Linked DNA regions of Bicyclus anynana: region 1 is linked to region 2. Evidence: chromatin contacts called from public Hi-C data. All regions are on one chromosome and are shown on one strand. The core of a region is the stretch at or near the end of the contact, and the rest is flanking DNA. Distances in the headings are between cores, read along the strand shown. Region 1 overlaps LOC112047339 (four and a half LIM domains protein 2). Region 2 overlaps LOC112047339 (four and a half LIM domains protein 2).

Region 1 (5,255 bases), core at 690-3,189, 58 kb before region 2:
CGCCATTCCAGCTCCTTGGGACCTTAACGTTCATCGGCTCTTTGATCTGTGCGTTGCGAATTTCCACTTCTGCTTCGCGACTAGCTGAGCTATGTCGGTGACTTAGTGTTCTTTTGCGGATCTCCTCATTTCTGATTCGATCACGCAGAGAAACTCCGAGCTCGCTCCATCGCCCGCAGACTTGGAGCCTTCTTATGAGGGCCGAAGTTAGCGCCCAAATCTCGGATCCGTAAGTCATCACTGGCAACACGCACTGTTCGAAAATTTTCATCTTCAGATACCTAATGAGGAATTTTGGACTCAAAGATGATCAATCCATCTCAGCTCCATCGATATCGTGATCGAATTGGTGATGAAATACAAAAAAAAAACAAAGTAACCGAAACAGTTGCAATGAAGTTGCAATGGGCCGTGGTACATAGTTCGAAGCGATCGATGGTTCGAATGCCAAGGCTGTGGCCAAGGTGATGAAATATTGACCCCTCTAGGTGGACTTATATCATTAAGCAGGCTGCAGGGAGCCATTTACCCCTCGGTGACGCCGCTGAGGTCCCATAAGGAGCCTACGGCCTAGCCTACATACACTATTAGAAAAAAAAGGGAGGCATTGGATGCCGGCTAAGGCCGTGGTATTTGGAAGTCGGCACAAGAGCACTGGACGGAGATAATCCATCAGAGATAATGATCATCAAGATTAGCAACTCACTTTCGGCTCACTGTTGAGCACGGGTCTCCTCTCACAACGAGAGGGGTTAGGCCAATAGTCCACCACACTGGCCTAATGCGGATTGGCAGACTTCACACACGTAGAGATTTAAGAAAATTCTCTGGTGTGCAGGTTTTCTCACGATATTTTTCCTTCACCGTTTGAGATACGTGATATTTAATTTCTTAAAATGCACATTACTGAAAAGTTGGAAGTGCGTGCCCCGGACCGGATTTGTACCTAGGCCTTTCAAATCGAAGGTAAAGGTCATATCCACTGGGCTATCACGGCTCGAGATAATGATAATGACTGCTAATTAGGGCCGGAGCATATCTGGCAAGGCGCGGTCATCATCATCATTATCTTCACATCAGCCAATGTACGTTCAGACTTGTAACCAGCGGCTTCTTGTGTCACTTTTTAACCGACTTCAAAAAAAGGAGGAGGTTCTCAATTCAAAGCGTATGTTAAAAATTCTTCCAGATTGGTCCCATTTAATTTTCATGAAAATCGCTTTAGTAATTTTGTGTTAAAATGACAATAACGAAATTTCCCGTACCGTGACTGCCAAGCGCCATAGTACGGGTCATTTCATTATTTTCATTTTAACCCAAAATTACTAAACCAATTTCTATGAAAATTAAATGCTAGGAGTCTAAGACACACTAAAAACAGAAAAATAAAATATTTTTAACAAACAAATTGATCCGACTTCATAATCCCAAAAAAGTAATAATGTTAAACCGAAGTAATGTTTACATCGGTACCGAGAAGGACGGTCGGCGAATGTAGGAAGTTTTAGTAGTAGGGCACCGAGTATCAAATACTCAACGGTGAAGTCAGACATAGTCATCCAGGATACCTGGATTTCATCTATGAGGATATCCTCCTACAATAAAAAAAAAGTCTATCATAGTGGAGGAAGGATCGACCAACTGAAAACAAGAAATATGTATCCCGCCAATTATAACTTTAGTTTTGCTACTTGTTTAGTTATTTCAGTAACTTTGTCCGTCATTCTAATTTAGCAGGTAGGTAGCAGGCAGGGTATTTTAAAAAGGTATATATATGTAGACTGAAGTTTAATAATCAATTTCAGAAGTTCAAAACACTCAGACGATCAAAAAGAAATTAAAATAATTTTTAAAAAGTATGAATTGTTACTACTCACCACTAGATGGCGGAACAAAGTTATGGTTCATTCATAAATTTGTAACTTCGAAACAAACCTTCCATTTGTGACAACTGAGATAGTTCACTAGGGTACACGTAGATGGCAGCACCAAATTTTAAAATCTTCTGAATGATGAAGAACTTTAATTAAAAATTGGTTACGATAAATCTATTAGCTACAACATTTATTAGTAAAACGCTAAAACATCATTTAAGAATTACTTTACTACCATTCAATTTAATTTTACAAATTGTCTAAATGAATGCGTGCCTATAGTCTAGGATCAGTGGAGCATTTTTACTATTGATTAATATCAAGTTAATTTTCCGTGATTAGCTTCATCTTGATGAGACGCTCAACTTTTTTATTTACGAAAATTCTTGATTCTTCTTTACTAACCAGATATTTTTTACAGTTGCTTAATTAATAGTTATACAACTTAGCAACCACAATGCGTCAATGCCCTACGAATTGCGTAATACATTACCTACTTCTGACGCTCAGAAATTTTTATTGCCTTATTATATACTCACGGAAAATTAAATTGATAGTAATCAATTGTAAAAATGCTCCACGGATCCTGGGCTACTACCTAATTAAGTTTAGTCTAGGAAGTTGACATCGTTGTTTTGACTGTTTTTTTTTTATTAAGTGGTCAGAAATAGGAACGACAACAACAAATCGCCACCACTAACAAGGGACTTAACAAGCAATTCTGCCCGAGGGTGTTGCAATTTGTCAAGCCATTTACGATAGACACCATTTAGCCCTATTGTTTGCATGATCGTAAAGTCTCCACACCCACTGGTTCAACCACTATGGCGAGACCTATTCTTTTCTTTGCAATTCCGCTAAGATCGCTAGTGATTGGGGGTCGACGTATAATTGTCGTGTAAAGCCCGTACGCCCACAGACAGGTGACCATTATCACGTCACTTTCGCAATTGAATCGTAACAATATAAAAAGGCGCTAGTCCGACGCGACCACCGCAACACGAACTACCCTCCGAAACTTCCTTTTGTTTGTGTTATTAGTCGTAATAACGTGTGTCAGGAAGAAGTTTACATAGATGTAATGGTGCAGTGTTCGGATTGTCTCACATTTGTACACATCGAAACACTTAATAAATATAAATAAAACGTGTTTTTACTTACTAAGTAATAATGTCAATCTATTCCATAAAGTCCGTTTAGGTTTGGATGTTGTTTTAAGATGACGTAGGTACCAAGTACGTTTGTGTGTGTAAACTAAATATTCTTTTAAAGAAGTTTTAGATTTGCACACTAAACAAAAAAAAAGTTGAAAATTGCTTTCAATTAAAATTCGTATAAACAATTTAAGGAACTGAAAAATTTTGTCAATTAAATAAAGTGACTATGTCAATTAAAAAGGAATCTAGACTGAAATGAATTGGGAAAGTGTTTTGCTAGTAATAAAGGCATTTTTTACTCTGAGTAAACTGAATAGAATAAACATGTACAACCTGAAACGTAGAAGAGAATCCGTCGCATCAGTTTACAGAAAAACAACCAAATTCTTAACGACTAACACAGCGAGCTTGTTAAAAAAAATGCCGAATACACGGAAATATAATCTATTAGCTAGAATAGTGGAGGACAATCTGGCAAACGAACAACCTGGAGTAAACAATGATGAAGTAGGTGAAGACGATGATTGTTGTGATCTAGGAGAGAGAGACTTAGACTATTACTTAGGAGTCAAAGAGAAAGAAACGTGTTGGAGAGATCTAGGTGGAAGAGAACAAATTAGAAAGGACTACCTTCTGTATCATTGCGGGGTCACGGAGGAAGATTATGAGAAATTGTACAAAAGAACAGTAAAAGCAAAACCGTGCATAACACATCCAAGATTTAAACAAGTGCCTTTCAAAATTCACAAGAAGCAAAAGAAAGCCAATAGCTTCAGAGAAGAAGTGACAGAATCTTGGGTTGAAAAACGTGGCATATTCAAATTATTTGGTCAAAAACGCGAAAGTGAGTCCACGTCTGACAGTTATAGTGAATGTGATTCAGAGGAAGATAAACTGTCAGATATATCTGATAATGATTATGATAAAGACGGCATATCCAACTTAAGCAACCATTTCAACGGATGTTACATCGATGCTTTGAATAAACTAATGGTAATATGTATAAAGAAGCTTTTTTGAGAAACCAAAGACTAATTAAAAAAAATAACTGTTTTACTACTTCAAAAATACTTCTATAAGAATTATTGATCAAATAGCAATATCTCAGGCTGTTATTGAATGTTTCTTTTTTAATAATAATAGTTAACAGATTTAATAGATTATTTTCGATTCAAGTAGATTAGAAAAACTAAATAATATAGGTAGTTAAAGAGAGCTTATTAACATCAAACAAAGTTAAAAACTAAAAAAAATTACCAAATTCATCTATAATATTATAAAGCTGAAGAGTTTGTTTGTTGGTTTGTTTGTTTGATTGATTGAACGCGCTAATCTCAGGAACTACTGGTCCGATTTGAAAAATTCTTTCAGTGTTAGATAGCCCATATCGAGGAAGGCTATAGGCTATATATTATCCCCGTAATCCCACGGGAATGGGTACCACGCGGGTTAAACCGCGCGATGTCAGCTAGTATGAAAATATAATCTTAAGTAGGTATGCGGCAAGTAAATGCCAGTATGTTATAATTTTTTGGCCTTGGTTCTAATTCTGATTTCCTTTGTTCGCAGGGCGTGAGGATAAAAGAGGTATCGGAGGGTCGCCCCTGCGACAACTGTCCCGAGCTGTGCCCCGGCTTTGTGTCGCACTCCTGGAGGTGAGTGTTTATATTTAGGTATAATATGACAATAGAGATGACTCACGTCATGTTTATAAGCGTAATGTTCTGTTGAGTACATATTCTTTGTTATTGAAATCTGAGACTTGATTGCTAACTATGGGCCTTAAATTAAGCCTCAAAGTGAAGCGGGCTACGGATTTTCTTGAAAATCGGTTCAGTAATTTTGTGTTAAAATGAAAATAACGAAATTGCCCGTACTGTGGCGCTTTCGTTCACAATGGTAAGACACACTAAAAATAGAAATATAAAATCTTCTTAACAAAAAAATTTAACCGAATTCAAAATCACAAAAATAAACTAAAAAGCGAAAAATAACATCGTATGTGTAACCTTTTGATCACTTTGAAGGCGGTGCCAACAAAGTGATGCCTTAACCAAAGCCGTTTCTGAAAGAACCACGGGAAAGTACTGTCTTAAAATCCTAAAATATTTTATTTTAATCGGCTTTAGTTATTTTGAAATCGGTTATTTTTTTTGTTTAAAAGTTTTTTTTAATATTCATTTATATTATTTGCAAAGATTATTACATTATTTGATATTGTGTT
Region 2 (5,037 bases), core at 1,482-3,981:
AATTTTTTACGCATAGTGCCTACCCTAGTTGAAAATCTTGTGCACGCCACTGACTGATGCAGAGAATTTTCTTAATTTTCTGCGTATGTGAAGTCTGCCAATCCGTATTGGGACAGCATGGTGGACTATCTCTCAATCTTAGAGGACACTCGAGCTCAGCTGAATCTGGGTTGATAATGTGTAGAGATTACTAAGACAGTTGGGAACAAAAGATGCCAATTTTTATCTAAATATAGACATAATGCTTTTGGAGTTCCCCAAGGCAGTATTTTGGGACCTCTATTGTTTACAATATATATTAATGACTTGCCAGATGCGATATCTCATGACTGTATTCAATTTGCTGACGATACTACATTGATCATTAAATGTAAAAACAAGCATGACATTGAAAAAGAAGCTAACATTTCATTGACTAAAGTAATAGACTGGCTAAATGACAACAACTTGCAAATCAACTTAAATAAAACTAATTACATACATTTTCAAACATATAATAATACTGCTACTGACCTTAATATCAAATATAATGACATTGTTATTAATAATATAGAATCAACAAAATTTCTAGGTATTAATATTGACAAATTCTGTAACTGGAAAGCTCACATCCATGGGGTATGTTGTAAACTAGAAAAGTTTGTTTATGTTCTGAAACGTGTCAAACAAACAACTACTCACGAAGCCGCACTGATGGCCTACCATGGATATGTGTCTTCACTGCTTAGATATGGTCTGATACTTTGGGGAAACTCGGTAGATTGTGATAGAGCATTTAGAGTACAAAAGAAATGTATCAGGGCACTCTTCGGTGTGGATATGCTCCACAGCTGCAGACCCCTGTTCACATCTTTAAAAGTATTGCCACTACCTAGCTTATATATTTTCGAAATGTGTATGTTTGTAAAAAAAAATCCAGAACAATTTATAAGCTATAGATCAATAAAAAATTTGAACACCAGGTACAAATACAAGCTATGTATACCTATGCAGAGGCACAAAGTTACCAGCAAAAATGTATACTGCATGGCGGTAACTTTATTCAATCACCTACCTGAATACATAAAAAAATTAGCTGTAAATAAATTTAGGAAGACATTATTTGATTTATTAATGAAAAAGTTGTACTATAGCGTCAATGATTACATGAATGAAAAACTTAAATAGGGACATTGACCATAAAAGTGACATTTATATTGACATTTTTTATTGACATTTATATTAACATTAATTAATTTGAACTTTGTTTTATTTTTATTGTTTGTAAATTTGTAATTTGTAAATTAATTTGTATGATCTGTTAACTTTTGCACGCCAACTATGGCAGGATATGTGTTAAAATATAATATAAGACCTATGTAAATGTACCATATTCTGGCAAAATAAAATTGATTGATTGATTGATTGATTGATTGATGACTAAAGGAAACATTATCTTGTTTACAGGAAGACCTGCAAGTCATGCGGCTGCGACCGGCTCCAGCACTCCGTGTACCACGAGGAGCTGGGCTCCGTACGCGACCGGCTGGGCCTGCGCGAGACCCGGGGACACATCGCCTACGACAACAGCCCGCCCGGACTCACTGCCAAGCAGGTCAGGGGAGATTGGGTATTTTAGGTATTCCAACTCAAAAATCAAAACCCATGTAATGACCAAGTGCGGAAACGGCCCAGAAGGAAGAAGAAGAACCCATGTAATCATTGTAATGATAGGTATACATTGGAACAAGTTGTTCTCAGGTTGATGAGCACAGGGCAACTTGCAAGCACTGCACTGTGTTTTTCTGTTATAACACACATAACATAAAAGCACAAAAATATAACAGCGGGCATAATAAAAATAGTAAAAAATTACAATGGACAAATCAAAGAAAAAAAAAGAAAGAAAATCATAGGGGTGGCCAGTGCGTTTCCTAATTTTTTTAAAAACTTAATTTTAAACACTGTTCTTCCATTAGTAAAATGTTGTTATTGTTAATTATAAGTATAATTTAGTCAAGCAGGTCAGGAGAGATTGGGTATTTTAGGTACTCAAACTCAAAAATCAAAACCCATTTAATTCATGACAAGTAGACACAGGAACAAGTTGTTTTCAGGTTGATGAGCACATGGCAACTTGCAAGCAAAGTGTTTTTCTGTTAGAAACACAGATAACATAAAATTACAACTAGACCATAAACATCAGGCCATCTGCATGTCTCGGCAACTATTACTATAAAAACACATTAACGAATAAACATATTTCAGTTAAGATCGCTTAACACTTTTGAAAGTCATAAAAACTTACTAAGCATAGACGGTATTTTATAGGTTCATTATATTTTATAGCGTAATTAATAGTTTAATAATGAAGTCTTTCATAATATACCGTAAATAATAAATCAAACTGCAGTGTGCAATTAAATAATAATTAGGTAATTAATTTACTATAATTTAATACACACTTTAAAAGTACATACATACAGTTATGTATTTTGTACTGACCCAGTGTTTTAGATCAGACTAATTCATACACCTAAATCATTGAAACTCCGTACTAAACTTTGCTTATACCGAATGTATTTTAAGCTAAACACCATATAAATTAACGTCTAAATTTCTAAATTTACAGCATATTTCAAAGCATCACTGACTGTAATTAATTTAATCTTTCGCAGACCGAACTATATTGGGCTGCCTTGGCCGAGCGGGCGCCTAACGTAGGTGGCGCCACTGGGCCGGCCGCTTGGCGCGCTTGGAGGACCAGAGCCTTGGCCTACCAGTTGCCCAGGCAGGATCTGTCTCTGACGCAGTGCAATAACATAGATGAGCCTCATAGGAAACAGTTTGAGGACTTCGTAGCCGCCCGTAATGAGATTGCGTTAGATATCGGTATGTTGTACAGCGCCATCTAGCGTACAGTAGTTGAATATACAATTGTCTTATTTCCGCGTAGCGCAGGATAGCGAGCACTATTAGTACGCACCGAGTACCTGGTGTGACACCCAAGACGACCCAAGAAGGTCGCAAGCCTCATAAGGGGTTTGAAGAACATGACCCTTACCCTTACCCGTTAAAAATGTTTTCTTTAAAAGATAACTAAGTCTCGAGGCTCGTACCTGGATTCTCATCTGGGAAGAGATGACCTGCTTGTCTTATTAGTGAGCCAAGTATTTTTTTTTGTTTTTACTAGATATATTACAAATATTTATTTTAAATAGTTTTAAAGTTAGTGACAATATTGACTTTAATATCCATCTCCATACTTAGGTATACCTACAATCTTCATATACTCAAAAACCAAGTTACACAGTAGGTACGGTCCTTTTTGTTAACTTAATATGTATGTTTTAATATCTTAGTTGTATAACTAGAATGAATAATATTAATTAAAATGTTTCTTTAAAATATTGTAAATTTTATTACAGGAAATGCCTGTCAACATCATGGTCCGTCCGTGGAGTGTATAGGATGCAATAAAGCTATTCGTAATGGAAACATTGCTATTCAGGCTCCAAGAATTAGTGAAGAGGTAGGTAATATTGCTTAAATATTGTGCACTAAACTATGAGCGCCATCTATGGATAAATTGAAGCTTTGCTACATGATTATTATTAGGTCTGCACCTTGATACTAGATGGCGTTCACTACAAAAATACGATTTTTAGTTCTGCTACTCGACACTAGATGGCGCTATACTTTTTTTTTTTTTTTTAGGCATTCTATCACCCAGCGTGCTTTACATGCTCCGAATGCGACGAACTCCTGGTGGAGCTTTCTTACTGTGCCTTGGATGGACACCTGTACTGTGTCCGACACTATGGAGAGAGGTTGAAGCCGAGGTGCCACTCCTGTGATGAGGTAAGTTCTAGATAGTTTTCTGAAAACTGTTCAAGTACTGAAAGTTTTACAAAAGTGCTTAACCTCAGCTTATAGTCACTTAGTTTTGAAACACATTGGAAAATACTACCTTTAAGATATTTTTTTATAGCTACATCTACAAGGAGTATGGAGCTTCTATAGTAGAGTAACATAGAGTTGAAAAAACTTTATGTACCTATCTGCGGTAATGGCGTTATCGGAAGGAGAATTTCTGTCTATAATATTTAAATTTTTTTAAGGTTAATGTAGACAATTTCAGACGTCTTTATCACTAAGTTTACGTACAGTTTACATGTATTTTACTAGAAAATACCCGCGGCTTTAATCAGCAGCGCCGCAAATCTGACCCTTTAAATCCCTGTAGCTCCGAAAGTAATGATCGCAGATACTTTGCTTTACTATTAGCATTCTCTTAATTTATATACAATTTAAAAAACTGTCATCATCCCTACCATACTTATCTATGGAAGTATGAACTTTTATAAAAAGAGGAAGATCTAGCCATCGCTGTATTTTAGTACATATTATTCATATTTTTTGGCATCTCATGGTAGACTTGAAGTTTAGTGTCATAACAAATATGTATTATAATTAGGTAGGTAGTTAGGTTACCTACTTATCACATGATTGTCTAAGCGCCAAATAGCGGAATCAACTCCTGACTCATACAACGAGTAATTAATAATACGAGCATGTATTTACCTTGTAGGTATTGTCACTTGGACGCTTTTGTATTATTCCATACAAACGACAAGTGCTTATGTACTCGTAGTATAAGATGCCCTGGGGTTTCAACCGTATAGTTCCTGTCACTGTAGGAATACGGGGATGTAATGTAGCACATGCTACTCGCCAATAATGTAGTTGTCCATTGGTGAAAGAATATTCAAGTTCGTTTCAGTGGTGGAACGAATAACAAACATCTCTATACCATTTTTTTCCTTACATGGCAAAAAAGGTAAACAAAGATCCGTCGTCACGACATTCACATATTTCTCACAAACCGTCCGTTTAAACTAAATCATTTATATACACATCACTTCATTTAACGCGCACACCGTGAATTACATAAAAACTGCTTGTAATTAACTATTATATCACATTTATTTCACTAAAAACGAAATCACAACAAGTTTTATTTCTACAGATTAACGAAAATGTTGCGAATTTGACATT

The links. A called contact is a pair of places that touch in the nucleus more often than the background predicts.
Region 1: a Hi-C map of whole larva shows a contact between it and region 2, with 6 times the contacts expected there. The contact joins two enhancer-like sites. A contact is called at or near these places in 2 of 2 Hi-C or Micro-C datasets (whole body and whole larva).

Annotation. Positions count from the first base shown.
Region 1 is chr7:1,524,030-1,529,284 of ilBicAnyn1.1, reverse strand. LOC112047339 (four and a half LIM domains protein 2) reads left to right here. Exons shown (of 12, transcript XM_052882721.1): 2 at 4,601-4,686. Among protein-coding and RNA genes, the nearest start is that of LOC112047341, 30 kb to the left of the region's middle. Within about 2 kb of position 1,939, at least 6 of the 8 cell types and tissues checked have open chromatin away from gene starts, as enhancers often do.
Region 2 is chr7:1,467,500-1,472,536 of ilBicAnyn1.1, reverse strand. It overlaps LOC112047339 (four and a half LIM domains protein 2), which reads left to right. Exons shown (of 12, transcript XM_052882721.1): 3 at 1,447-1,594; 4 at 2,658-2,871; 5 at 3,408-3,511; 6 at 3,697-3,840. Among protein-coding and RNA genes, the nearest start is that of LOC128198288, 31 kb to the right of the region's middle. Within about 2 kb of position 2,731, at least 8 of the 8 cell types and tissues checked have open chromatin away from gene starts, as enhancers often do.